3 separate regions of the Mus musculus genome follow, and all the other regions are linked to region 1. The links are chromatin contacts, called in public HiChIP or PLAC-seq maps. All regions are on one chromosome and are shown on one strand. The core of a region is the stretch at or near the end of the contact, and the rest is flanking DNA. Distances in the headings are between cores, read along the strand shown.

Evidence for each region. HiChIP or PLAC-seq counts read pairs in DNA pulled down with a chosen protein or histone mark.
Region 2: a contact with region 1 is called in an HNF4G HiChIP or PLAC-seq map of pancreatic cancer cells. The contact joins the enhancer-like site here to the promoter of Dennd5b in region 1. A contact is called at or near these places in 8 of 484 Hi-C or Micro-C datasets (cardiomyocytes, cerebellar granule neurons, cerebellum and 5 more), 4 of 115 datasets of contacts at active chromatin or transcription factors (embryonic stem cells and pancreatic cancer cells) and 1 of 9 other capture datasets (liver).
Region 3: a contact with region 1 is called in an H3K4me3 HiChIP or PLAC-seq map of embryonic stem cells, with 15 read pairs. The contact joins the enhancer-like site here to the promoter of Dennd5b in region 1. A contact is called at or near these places in 1 of 484 Hi-C or Micro-C datasets (bone marrow-derived macrophages), 7 of 115 datasets of contacts at active chromatin or transcription factors (embryonic stem cells, large pre-B cells and stem cell-derived neural progenitor cells) and 1 of 9 other capture datasets (pancreatic islet).

The regions. Positions count from the first base shown.
Region 1 is chr6:149,100,299-149,104,914 of GRCm38.p6, forward strand. It overlaps Dennd5b (DENN/MADD domain containing 5B), which reads right to left and starts at 1,382. Exons shown (of 21, transcript NM_177192.3): 1 at 885-1,382. The coding sequence starts at 1,011.
Region 2 is chr6:148,816,390-148,821,220 of GRCm38.p6, forward strand. Ipo8 (importin 8) reads right to left here. Exons shown (of 25, transcript NM_001081113.1): 4 at 1,575-1,733; 5 at 96-252. Among named protein-coding and RNA genes, the nearest start is that of Ipo8, 13 kb to the right of the region's middle. Within about 2 kb of position 2,457, at least 22 of the 459 cell types and tissues checked have an H3K27ac peak or open chromatin away from gene starts, as enhancers often do. A contact at or near this core is called in pancreatic cancer cells, where this site is marked.
Region 3 is chr6:149,454,028-149,458,286 of GRCm38.p6, forward strand. The region is part of intron 1 of Bicd1 (BICD cargo adaptor 1); the gene reads left to right. Among named protein-coding and RNA genes, the nearest start is that of Bicd1, 47 kb to the left of the region's middle. Within about 2 kb of position 2,239, at least 12 of the 459 cell types and tissues checked have an H3K27ac peak or open chromatin away from gene starts, as enhancers often do. A contact at or near this core is called in embryonic stem cells, where this site is marked.

The sequences.
Region 1 (4,616 bases), core at 132-2,631:
TGTGAAAGGCTATGACCTAAGTGTTTAGCACTGACACAAATAAAGTTCTGGTGGTAGGCGTTATGTGTCTCACCCTTACCAAAAAAAAAAAAAAAAAAAAAAATCACAATTCAGATTCCAAGGAGGAAAGCGGAATGAAAAATTCAGTCAGTCATTTCTCCCCGGCCTGCTTTCTACATTTCGCATTCCCCGGTCCCTACCATCCTTCAACTGCCCGGGTTCCCAGGGTACGTTCCCCAGCTCAGTCCCGCACTGCGTCACCAAACCCGTCAAATGGGGGCCATGCTCCTCCAGTGACACCTCGGCAGTGATTCACGGCGCGCCCCTCTTGGGGAGGATTGTCCAACTACATCAACTCAGGAACCAGGCAGGGGTATCAACAAAGCATCAGGCCGCAACCCAAGCGTCCAAAGGTCCTCGCTAGCTCGCGGCACTGGCACTGCCAAATCCACAGGATTCCAAAGGGTGACTCGCTCGTCATCGCAGAACCAGGGGGAGGGGTGGCGCCGACCCAGAGCGGTCGGGGTCGATCCCGCTGGGCCTCCTGCCCGAGCGGACCTCACCGTAGCCCCGCGGTCCCGACTCCTTCATGGAGCTGCCGACCACCGCATCCGCCGCCAGGGCCAAACTTCACGAACCACTGCACAGCCCGGTCCCGCGCACCATGAGCCACCCGCGAGCAGCGGAGGGTCGGGCCCTCTGGGGACCCGCGCCGGTTACAAGGACCCAACACCCAGGGGCTTAGCCAGAGCGCGGAATTAACAACAATGTCATTATGTCGCCCACGAGTGCCCATCTAGCCGGAGCGCGGCTATAGCCGCCGACTTTTTGTCTGGAGCCCGCACCTCGCCTCCCTAGCGCCTCCAAAGCCAGCCCGGCCTTACCCGCCAGCTCGTCGGGCTCCAGCCCGCTGTCCGCATCGATCCCGCACAGCACGAAGTAGTGCGCGAAGCGACAGGCGGCCGGGGAGGACCCCGAGCCCGGGCCCGGCGCCGCGCTGCTACCGCTCATCCCGCCGCGCTGCCGGTGCGACCGTCGCTGGGGTTCGCGGAGGAGGCTCTCCGGCGTGAACCGATGAGAAGCCTCGCTGAGAAGCGTCGCAGGCTTCCCTCGCGGAGGAGGCCACCGCGGCGCTCCGACTGCGGTCTCCGCCGCGACCCTAGGACGAGCCCGGCGCGCCCATGGCCGCGCAATCGCCGCGGCCGGGATCCTTCTAGACGCTGGTACCGAGGAAGCGGCCTCGGGCTCGCGCGCGGACCGGAGGGCGGGCGGGATTCCGCCGCGGCGGGGGAGGGGCGCGCAGGGGGAGTGTCAGCTAGGGAGGCCCGCGCCGCCGCGGCTGCGCCCGCTGGAGCGCAGCGTCTGGCGCCCGCGGGTCAACTGAACCGCGCTGCGCGACGGGAGCGCCCGCAGAGCTCGGTGGCGCGCGGTTCGGGGCGCGCACCAGTGAGCTCGGAGGATCGGGGGCGCGTCTGGGTGCGTGCCCACCCGCGGTAATATTGAGGAAACCTCTCTTGCACGGTGCAGCCCCCAACAGTCGGTTGAGCACGAGCCGCAGAGCAGGATCGTATCTTCCAGAGAGGATGTCGCCCAACCCAACCTAAACAATAACGTAGCTTTGGAAAAGGGAGACAGCACGCTGAGGTCATTTCCCACAACGTCTGTACCGTATTTTTAAACTGTCATGCAGATGCTTAAACCATTTTAAGATCCTAGTCCCCGGCAGGACGTGGTGACTCACATCTATAATTCCAGCACTCCTGTGACTGAGGCAGGAGGATCCGGAGTTGGAGATGAGCCTCTCTACCTAGTGAGACTCCATCTCAACACACACAAAAATGAGGAGGGTAAATAACAACCTGGGTAATTGACTCTTAGCTTCTATCGTACCTTCCAATAATCTTCCGGAACCCTTGAAATGACTTCTCTTACCATTTTAGCTGGATTGTACTTGGGATGGGGAGTATTTATGCTTCCTGGTTCATTCTTTCCAGTATCTATAGAACCTTGGGTCCCACTTGACCTGCCATTTATATTTTAGTGAAGGAAAGAATGATGATAATCTAGGTAGTATCAGGATGGTGCTACTGGGAAAATAACCAACTTTGAAATCTGTAATGTATATGGACATTTAATGTTATGCAATTATTGCTTCTATTATACAGAGTACACATAAAAATATTTTACTGAGTATTTCTATTTTTGTTGGTGGCTTCTTGCAGGATGTTAGATTCTAAGCTAGTCAAATATAGCAGAAAACTGATTTATTGTTTGTGCTAATCAAGAAACATGCTTTCTGTTCATTTGAGCAGTAACTGATTTATAAAATTGTAAACAGTAATGATTTAGTTTTGTTTTATTAACATATATAGAATACTGTATTTAATCATGACATTTCCATACATGTACTTTCTTGTTTTGTTTTTTGAGACAGGGTTTCTTTGTGTGACAGCTCTCGCTGTCCTAGAACTCTATTTGTAGACCAGGCTGGCCTCAAACACACAGAGATCCTCCTGCCTCTGCCTTCTCAGTGCTGGGATTAAAGGCATGTGCCACCACAACCCAGCTTCATGTACATATTTTGATCATATCTTTTTATAACCTTCTTGTACCCCCTGTCCCACCCCATTCCCTCTGATCTCCTTCCTTTTCACACCAACTCCTTCTGCTTTCATTTCTTTAACCTTTTTGGTGATCAAATAAGTTCACCAAACTTATTTTAATTTTAAAGACTTTTTAAAATGACATTGTGTGTGTGTGTATGTGTGTGTGTATGTATGTGTGTGTGTGTGGGGGGGGGGGTTCTGTGCTTATGTACAGGTCAGGGAATGAGTTTCAGAAGTCAGTTTTCTCCTTCCATGATGTAGGTCCTGGAGATCAAAACCCCGATAGTCAGTCTTGGTGGGGAGTCTTTATCTGCTAAGGCAATTTTCTGATCTATGGGTTTCATTAGAGTTGATTATGGAGAATAGGTGAGCTTTTATTATAGGAGAATGGGCACTTTGTTAGTAATTACATCACTAAAGAAAATTTCTCCCTTAAGGGCCAGGCGCGTGCGCACGTGTGTGTGTGTGTGTGTGTGTGTGTGTGTGTGTGTGTGTGTGTGTGTGTGTGTGTTGGTGGGGGGGGTCAACACCTTTAATCCCAACACTCAGAAGACAAAGGCAGGTAACTCTCCATGATTTGGAGACCAGGCTGGTCCACAAAATGAGTTCCAGAACAGCCAGGGCTATGTTAGAATACTGCCTTCCATTCTGTTGGGGGTCCCTAACACAATTGCTGCCTGAATGGAAAACCTTCAGTGGAGTCAGTAATCTCAGCTTTAACCTCTAATTAGCATAAAACATGCCAAGCTGTCACAATTCCAATTTCTACAAGAAAATCTGGAGTGATATTTTCTTATGCCAAGATTTTGGCTTTCTAGGAAAATCTTATCATAACAAAGGCTACTTGGAAAACCGTATCCCTTATTATTTAGCTTTTTATGTTTTATTACATTTTATTTGTTTTGTGAGGTGTGTATGTGTGTAGGCATGCTTGTGGAGGTCAGAGGACAATTTGTAGGACCCAGTTCCCTCCTTCCATCATCCTAGGTCCTAGGAAATGAACTCAACTTGTCAGACGTGGCAGCAGGTGTCTTCCCCTGATGAACTATGTTGCCAAACCCCTTATAGTTTTAGAAAAGGGGTCAGTTCATGCCAAAAAAAGTTTGGTAGTATAGCAGCTGATTTAAATTTTTGTTTAAATTCTTTTCTATCTTATGTATGTCTACTACTATTAAGTATTCTCAGCTGGAGAGATGTTAAAATGTTTCATATACGTACTTATAAACACAAACACACACACATAACCTTACAAGACTGTTATTAAAGAACTCATACAACTCAATAATATTTAAAAAAAACATTTTCAAGAGTCTGTTCTATATATACTATGTGGTTTCTGGGAATTGAACTTGGGTCTTCAAGTTTGACAACAAGTGCTCCTGTGCACTGTGCTATCTTGTCTGCCAACCAATACAATTAAATTTTTGTTTTTATTTGTTCATATGTAAGTATATGTGCCTGTTGGTCTCTATGTATCCCATGTGCACGCAGTGCCCAGAAGAAGGCATCAGATCCCTTGGACTGGAGCTATAGGCAGTTGTGAACTGCCTGATGTGGATGCTAAAAATCAAGCCAGGTCCTCTGCAAGAGCAACATGTGCATATAAACACTGGGCTATCTCTCTAGCCTTACAATACAATTTTTCTTTTGAGGCAGGAGGGTGTCTATATTCCTGGCTGCCTTGGAACTTGCTATGGTATACTAGGCTGGCCTTGTGCACAGAGATATGCCTTGCAAGGTTGTTACCTGCCGGAGGTTTGGGAAAAAAACTCCATGTAGTGCCTCCATCCTGGCTTCTGGTTTCTGCCAGCATCACTGTATATTTGGTGGCTGTCTTAGTAAATGCTCTATTGCTGTGAAGAAACAGCATGCCCACAGCAGCTCTTATAAAAGACAGCTTTTAATTGGGGCTGGTTTACAGTTTCAGAGGTTTAGTCCATTATCATCATGGTGAGAAGCATGGCAGACATGGTTGATGGAGAGGTGGCTGAAAGTTCTGCAATTAGATCA
Region 2 (4,831 bases), core at 1,207-3,706, 280 kb before region 1:
AGGTAAAAATATGATTCTAAATAATGACTGATGCTTCTACAGGGTACACACAAACTCAAGGTTCTTCCGAGTTCGTCTTCTGCAGTCGCACCGACCTGAACGAGAGCATAGAATATTTTCAGAATCTGTTTCTGCAGCAACACAGAGTAATGGGAGGCATCCGGAAGCAGCTGCAGGATTTGCTGTTGAATTCTAGGCAGAAATATCTGCATGGCTGCCAGGAGAGGTTCTCTTTCTTCTGCTTTTTTATATCTGCATGAGCAAAGACAGAGAATAAGAAGGTGATGATTTCTCCTTCCCAGTGAGCTGTAAACACTGAGTGAAAAAGACTTGTTAACCATACAAAACAGAAAGTAATGAAACACGGGTTTAAATTTCCTACGAAGCTGTTGCAATGAAGTTGGAAGAAATTCTGAAAGGATAAATTCTCGTTTCAGGCAGCCACAAAATCTTTGTTCAAACGTTGGGACTAGTTTAAGAATCCAACAATGAACAACTGTAATCCTAGTTCTCAGGAGCTAAGACAGAAGGATCATGATTTCAAGGCCAGCCTGAACTTACGAAGCAAAATCTGTCTGAAAATGCCAAGGGCTGGGGATGTGGCTCATGGAAAAGGCCCTGGGTTGGTTTGTTATGCAGCAATGGGAAGGAAGGAAGGAGGAGAGGGGGGAGGGTGAGAAGGGAGGAGGAAGGGAGGGGAGGGGGGAGAGAGGGAAGGGGAGAGAGAGGAAAGAAGGAAGGAAGGGAGGGAGGGAGGGAGGGAGGGAGGGAGAGAGGGTGGGTCAATCCAAGACTAGTAATTTTATATGGAAATTCTTTTAGTATTTAAGTTAACTCTCATCAAACCATAATTCATCCTATGAAATGAAAGTTGATCTGCTAGCTTAGACACACACATCATTCTGCAGGGTAAATAACATGGAAAAATTTTTCTCATATCACCCTTCGCTGAGAGTAAATATACTTTACAAGCCTGGATGTTCTCAGTTCACTTGTATGGTTGCCAATCTAAAATTATTTTCTAAATAGAAAGTCTATACAACTTTCTAAACTATCATCTTAAAGAACAAAAACTACATGGGCTGTGATCTCAGCACTCAGGAGGCTAAGGCAGGAGGATGGCTGTGCGTTCAAGGCCAGCTTGATCTACCAAGTGATACTGTCTCAAAACAAAGAAAAACTACAGGACTGCATATACAAAAGCAGCGCTCATCTTAAAACCCCCAAAAATAACATTAACTGCCATCCAAGTCTTGTACCTCACCAGCAACTTTCATGGAAATGTCCCAAAGAACTTTATACTTCCTACCTTTTCTCATCAGAAAAGTGTCTGATTTCTGTATCTGAGGTATATCTACAGCAACAGCTAAAGAAAGTTCCACCACTCGCTGCCTTGGAACTCAGCAGTGTACACCGGAAAGGCTGACCGCCACTGACCAACTGCAGCAAGTGAACACACTGTTTGTCTCAGCGTTTTCCACAATGAACTGATTTTGCCAAGCTCCACAGCAGACTGCTCTACGAGCCTGAGGCTGCAGGACACTGTCTCTCTTTACTAGTAGAAATGAACTTACTCATATGTCTTCACCAGCTGATATAAGCACAGTAAACTGCCAAGCCAGCTCCCACTGTTTGGTGACTGCAAGTAGTAGTCTATCTTGTCGACCACTGCAGGCCAGTGACCAGGAAAATCGTGTCTAATGATGACTCGGAGACACATTGTTAACTGGACTCTGTGAGGTGGGAAAGAAAATGCGCAAATTCAAGCAGTTAAGAGTATCATCCCCCAAAGAACTACAATATTGATATAATGTTCTCCAACTCCCTTTACGTTTGTTATACACCTACAGTCAGGCACCACTGAGCATGGATAACATTGAGAAATGTGTCATTAGCAAGTTCAAATTTGGGTGAACACCAGAGTGTACCTTTATAACTTAGATGCTCATCCAGTTACATCTAAGGAGATATAATCACATGGGACACCACTGTATACATTGCAAACTTACGTAGCAAAAGACTATACATGTAGCCACCATGTGAGAAAAAGTAATCCTGCTAAAAAACCTTCTCAGTGGCACAATTTACTGAGAATAAACAGAATGGGGGAACCTCTCAAATAAATGAAACCTCCATCTTACCCTAAAGGTATTTTAGTGGGCCCTGCACCTCACTTGGACAGCACAATAGATCTCACCCTGGTGGAGGGAGTGAGGGTGAGCTAGACACGAGGGTATGAGCACAAAAGAGCTGTCCCTGCCACCCATCTGCCATGAGGTGGTGTGGAGGTGATACCCTCTCACCCTCACCATCTGCAGCAGTGAGTAGAGCTGGCCCTGGGGTCATGAGAGCAGGAGATCTGGTCCTGCCCTCACCAGCTGCAGTACTGGGGAGAGTGGGCCCCACACCTTAACTGGGGAGCACAGTCGAGCTGGCTTTTATGGCATGGGTGGAGGTGAGTCATAAGCACCGAAGGCATGAGAGTGGGAGAGCTGACCCTGCCCCTTGCCAGCTGCAGCACTGGGTGAACTAGCTGAGGCATTGCTGGAGAGCTCACCAGTACTGTGGGTGCAGGAGAGCTGGTGGGCTGATCAACTCAGTGATCACTTAGGCCCAGATGCAGGGCCTTGAGTTGGTCCACCCCAACATCTACCTCAGCTATGAGCTGCAGAAGCATGTGAACGGAAACCCAAAGCTGCAGGATCTCCATGACACAGGGCCACAAGAGGAGGAGTCCTGATGAGGATCCAGGATTGATGCTATAGCAGAAGCCAGAGGCCTTGAGCCAGACCAATGACTCATTGCAATAAACATTTACAAATAATGATGTGTAAACAGAAGGGCCTACTGTGGGACACACTGTGACACATTACAGCTTCTATGAAGAGATTTTTTTTTTATGTTTTGTCTTTTGCTTCATTTTCTTTGTGGGGATGCAAGGGCAGAGGGCGGATATGAAGGGACGAGGATATATGGTGTGAAAATCACAAAGAATCAGTAAAAAGTTAAAAAATAAACTTTAAAAGATTGTCAAAAAATTCAAAGTATACAGCAAATCTACCTCAACTCTGTAAAAATTCTTACTTGTTTTATTTTATATTTGAGTCTTCATATCCAGAAGGAGCAGCATATATAGGGTCCTGGGTTTGATCTACAGCACACAGAGAGAGAAAGAAACAGAGAGAGAGAGAAACAGAGAGAGAGAAAAACAGAGAGAGAGAAAGAAAGGGAGAGAGAGATACAGAGAGAGAAAGACAGAGACAGAGAGACAGACAGAGGCACACAGAGAGAAGGGATAACAACATATAGATTATGTATACACATGCAGATAGATGATACATACATAAATATATACAGAGATATGCCAACACATAGATGATGATAGATAGATGATAGATATGTATATATACGGACAAATATAGATATATAGGCAGACAGATACACATGTGACTACCAAATGGGCAAGCCTAGGGCTGGTGTGTGGTTCATTGGTAGAGTACCTCTCTGTGTATAAAGTATATGTATACATATACACACATCTGTCAACTGGATAAACCTAGCTCTCATCAGTTAAGAAAGAGACAGTATGGTATATTGTACCTGTGAAAATACACACTAATTCTTGTACTGTAAATACAACAAATATGAATTTACAAGGCAATTTCTGAAAAATAGGAAATTGAAGAACCACTACCAAAGAAATAAGTGGGGGGAAAAAGCAACAAAAGAAACAGAAAAAGGAATATGCAAGATGCTATCCCACAGCATTTAGTACAGTCATCACTTCTCAGTGAGATCTCATCTGTAACTAGGATTGAAAAGAAAACAAAGGGGAAGCAAAAATGTTCCTTCTACAAAGTACCACTGTTACTACCAAGTATGTCCTCATGAAATCATTTGATTAGAGAATTAGCCTGCCAAAATTAGAATTCCAAACTGTAATTTCTGCTGAGCTGTTCATTTGTGAGGAACTTTTACGTAGCCTAGACTGGAGATGACCTTAAACTTCTGATGCACCTGCTTCTATGTCCCAAGTATTGGGATTCACACATGTACCACTGCACCCTACTACACTACACCATTGCATGCAGTGCTAGGAACTGAACCCAAGGTCTCATGCATGCTAGGAAAGCAGCCTACCAACTAAGCTACCTCCTCAGTCCCAGGGTTCCAAATGGTAAAAAATAAATAATAAACTAGTGTTCAGTCGGGCATTCAACAACGTAGATCTATAAAAATTGAGGAAAAAAATTAAGCTGCATATTGTATCTTCCTTACGGTACAAAAGGGATTTTCTCTGCAGTACTTGTAAATGAAATTAGACAAGATGAAGCAGTACCTTCAAAGGTCCTTAGTTCATAAGAGGAGCAAAGCCACCGAGAACTCTCATAAAACACAGGGGTTTCCTGTCTACTACTCCAACACAGGCATAAAGCATAGCTAAAAGTTTTCACTTTTTAGGATTTCATCTTGAGATGGGCCTCGTGGTCCCTCATTTCTCAGTTCAAGCCAAGTGCAAGACAGGTAAGGAGAGCTACCCCTGCGTGCTGCTTTAGAACCACCGGGAGATCCAGGAAATCCGGGAAACAAGCATCCTCACAGACGAACAGACAATGGTTTTTGAGAGGTTCCTGGGACACAACTGGCATATGGGGAACCAATGAGAATAAGGATGCTCTTCTTCAGTGAGTACCTGTGCTCTCCCAGCTACAGAAACAACTACGCAATAATTCAACGTCCCCACCATCCATCCCTTGCACTCCCCCTCCATCTGCAAAGGAAATTTCATTACTGGCTCATATGTTGAAGGAAATTTGTTTCTATTCTGAGA
Region 3 (4,259 bases), core at 989-3,488, 350 kb after region 1:
TTATGAGCCACCATATGGGTGCTGGGAATCAAACACAGGTTCTTTTCAAGAGATGCTCTTAACCTTTGAGTCATCTCTCTAGTCCCCAGATTTTTGTTTTTGATATGTGAAATTATAAATCATGTTATTGAAAGTCTAAATGAAATAAAATCTGATTCAAAAATGTAGAATTTACTTTCACTTATCAAATCCCGTTTTTCCTTTTCTTTCTTTCTCTCTCTCTCTCTCTCTCTCTCTCTCTCTTTCTTTCTTTCTCTTTCCTTCTTTCCTGTTTTCTATGTATTTCCAGCTGGTCTAGAACTCACTATGTAGATCAGGCTGGCCTTGAACTCACATATATCTGTTTACCTGCTCTGTCAGATTAATGGCATGCACCACCATGTTGGGTCTTTTTTTTTTAATGAGTTTTATGCGTTTTTAAAATGTAGAACATATATATTACTATATATTATTATATATATAATGCTTAATGTATATACAAAGTGCTTGATATATAATGTATACTAATATATACAAAACATGTTATATATAACATATTAAGCATTTTGTATTTTTATGTCAATAGGACTGAAGAGTTTTATTTCTATATGTTATTAATATAATAAAATACATTTTTCTAACCTTTTACTTTACTGCATTTATTACATGAAATTGGACAAACTTTCTGTCATTAAGCTATATCCCTTCTCTAAGATGACCATTTGAAATACTGTATTTCTGTTTGGTGTCATGGAACTGATTAAGGAGACACAGAAGAGGTGAATTTTTTTAAAAGGAAGCAATACATTAACTGATTATAGATATTTGCATAGAACAATAGTTATTGAAAAGATTTATAGGGCTGGAGAGATGGCTCAGCGGTTAAGAGCACTGTCTGTTCTTCCAGAGCTCCTGAATTCAATTCCCAGCAACCACATGGTGGCTCACAACCATCTGTAATGGGATCTGATGCCCTCTTCTGGTGTGTCTGAGGACAGCTACAGTGTACTTATATATAATAAGTAAATAAATCTTTAAAAAAAGAAAAGATTTATAATGATGAAATATTTGGAAACAGCATAAAAACAAATCAAATGAAAGTATTTGAAGTTGTTAAAGATAACACTATATACATGTTTAGAATGTGTTTTAACTGAAAATTAGCTAGCAAGTCTTTTTATCTCAAGCTGGATTATTTTATATTCATATGATTTTGTGATTATAGACTGTTTTGTTTTATAACCATAAAGGAGAAATGAGAAGTTATTTCTACCAGTAAAAAAAAGCACAGTTACATCTCTTCAAATAAACTGTACTTTTCTTGGGGTAGCTGTAATTTTACGAACTTTGATCATTGCTTTAATTAGATGGAAGGATAGTTGAGGATAGTAGTCCCTTCAGAACCCACTGAATTCACCCATTCATAGTATACAGAGGTCAAATTGCATGTGGCAGTGATGAGAGAGACACAGCACAACATTACGGTGAGAGGGCATGAATGTACAAGAACAGAAAAAAAAAAAAAAGCCCTGGTCAGAGTTTCTTCTATTGGACTTCAGTTCTTGCTAACCCTGTGTCAGCTAAACAGACATGACCATGATTGTTACTAGGGCTAAGCTACAGTTTTAAGGAAAATGCTTAAAGTTTTATGGCCTGAATCGTATTTCCATCATAGAGTTGGCCTGCGTAGGCCTATTAAGATCTGAGAGCTTATTACATTTGACCCCCATTACATATTTTCATATATCATATTTTATTTTTTCTAACTTACCTCTAACTCTCAAAATTTATTAGTTTTGTTTTTGTTTGTTTGTTTGTTTGTTTGTTTGTTTCAAGACAGGGTTCCTCTGTGTAGCCCTGGCTGTCCTGGAACTCACTCTGTAGACCAGACTGTCCTCGAACTCAGAAATCCGCCTGCCTCTGCCTCCCAAGTGCTGGGATTAAAAGCATGCACCACCACTGCCCTGTTGCAGTATATCTCCTCCCAAATATGCCCAGGCAATGAAAACACAACACAGTTAATTTGATTACATACTGTGCGCCTAGATTGGGCAGATCTACTGCTATACTACCATCTTCCACGCTTATGAGACCCCTTAGAACTTGCAGTTTCTCCAAGCCATGTGTTTCTGCTCTGCTTTTCTTCATCTTCCTCCTCTGCATCCTCTCCCTTTTCCATTTTCTCCTTCTTCTCTCTCCCACCATCTGTTCCACTTTTCCTTTTATCTGCCCAATCATCAGCTCTCCTTTATTTTACAAATTAAGGTGGGAAGCAGGTTTACAGGGAATTACCTAAGTGCTGACTCATTCCTTGTTCACAACCCCTCACAGGAGAAGGGAATTAACATCAAATATAATTAGCCCCAGGGCTATACACAACACTGCCCAGCCAGTTTTAAAAAATATTTTTATTTTTTTGAAAATATCAAACTTGTATACAATGTATTTTTTTATCACATTTCTCAACCAGTCCTCCCCCTAATTTTTCCACTCTGGTTGTTATTCTGTCTCACACAGTTCATACCTGGGCAAGAATATTGATAACTTTTTTCAACTAGTAGCATGCAGAGCACTTTCTGGTACTATAAAAGCTAGCCGGCAGAAGGAAGCTTTGAGGTCAATAACAACTTGATGTGGTGCCTTCACCAATAGGGCCTCAAAGTTCTGTTGGGAAAAGAAATAGCCTGTATTATTTTGGGGTCTTTGGTATCAACTACTTGAGGGAAAATAGCCTACATCTGCCACTGGGCTTTATTTTGCAACATAAGCTCCGAGCATTATACTCTTTGTAAGGTAACTCAAATTAAGTTCTTTAATAATAGGATTCAGTATGCCCTTTTAAATTTCTCTAGCATTAGCTATCTCTCCCCTCACTACCTCTTTTAACAGAGGGGAGCTCCTTTTATTTTCTTTTCCCTTTCCACCTTTCTCTTAGACAGCGTATCATTATGTAGCCCTTGTTGATATGGGACTCGATATATAAACCAGGCTGATTATGAACTCACAAAGATCCATCTGCTTCTGCCTCCTGAGTGCTGAGATTAAAGGCCTACACCACCACACCTGACTTTTTTTTTTCTCCGTGTAAAGTAGGAAACATATGGAAAATATACAATATTAACTAAAAAGAACATTGTGTTTTCATAGTTTTGTAAAGGTCACCGAAACATAAATAAATCTGAAAGGATATACCTTTTTTAAAGGGCTCATTCCCCACAAAGAAGACACTTTGCTTAGCAGTTTTCTGTGTAAAGTTTTCTGTAGAGGGTTAAAAAGGCCTTGTGCACACAGATATTGATTAAACACACAGCTTATCTCTTCAATGAAATGAGGTGTGTAGCTGCTCTTCTTGGAATATCTAGGAATGATATAGTTTTACAACCCAGTGATCCTTTGTTGTCTGATGAGATAGACTCTGCCTGTATTTCCCAGAATGTGTTTTTACTTATCCTAGATCCTTTCCACCTAAGTCCTGAGCATTGCTTCTAGGCCATAAAACCATCCTTAAGTCCTGAGCATTGCTTCTAGGCCATAAAACCATCCTTCTGAGTGATATCACTTGTACTTTACAACAGCCTAAATGACTTTTATGTTATCTTAGGTCCTGGGCAATCTTAACACTCACAGGCATTACATTTATCACAGTTAAGCTCCCTAGAGCCTAAATCTTGGGCATTATCTTTGAGTAAATAGTACCCATTTTGTGAAAGAAGCCAGATACACTTTGTACAGAATCTCAATGTAAACATGTTTTAAATTGTGTACGTGGGATTGAGTTCATTATTATCAGAAAACCCCTTTTTCAAAATTGTGCTGTGCTTAAATATGGCTAAAGGAAAATGATCTGAGCCAGTCTCTAGAAGTGCTGATTACAACAAAATTGGACTAAGTTTCATTCTTGTCTTTTCTGTGAATCTTTTTCGCCTGGTCTGCTGTGAAGCCTGCAGGGAACCAAGAAGACATCTGCATGTCTTTGTGTTTTGTACCAAGCCTGGATGCTGCTTTTGCCAGAAACAATTCCAAGATCTTATTCATATTTTAAATACATTGCGAAATCAATTTCTAGATGAATTTCACATTACAAAGTAAAAGCTTTGTGTTATTGATATATTTATGATTCAGTATTAACTAAAGTTAAAACTGACAGAAAATTAGTGATTCCCTCTTAAAATAGATAGTATACATTTTGAAGTAAATTGTTTTTCTTCCTACCCAGTACTTAAAGTCTGATAATGTGATAGGTTGAATATTTAAAGAATATATTTTTTTTCTTTTTTTTT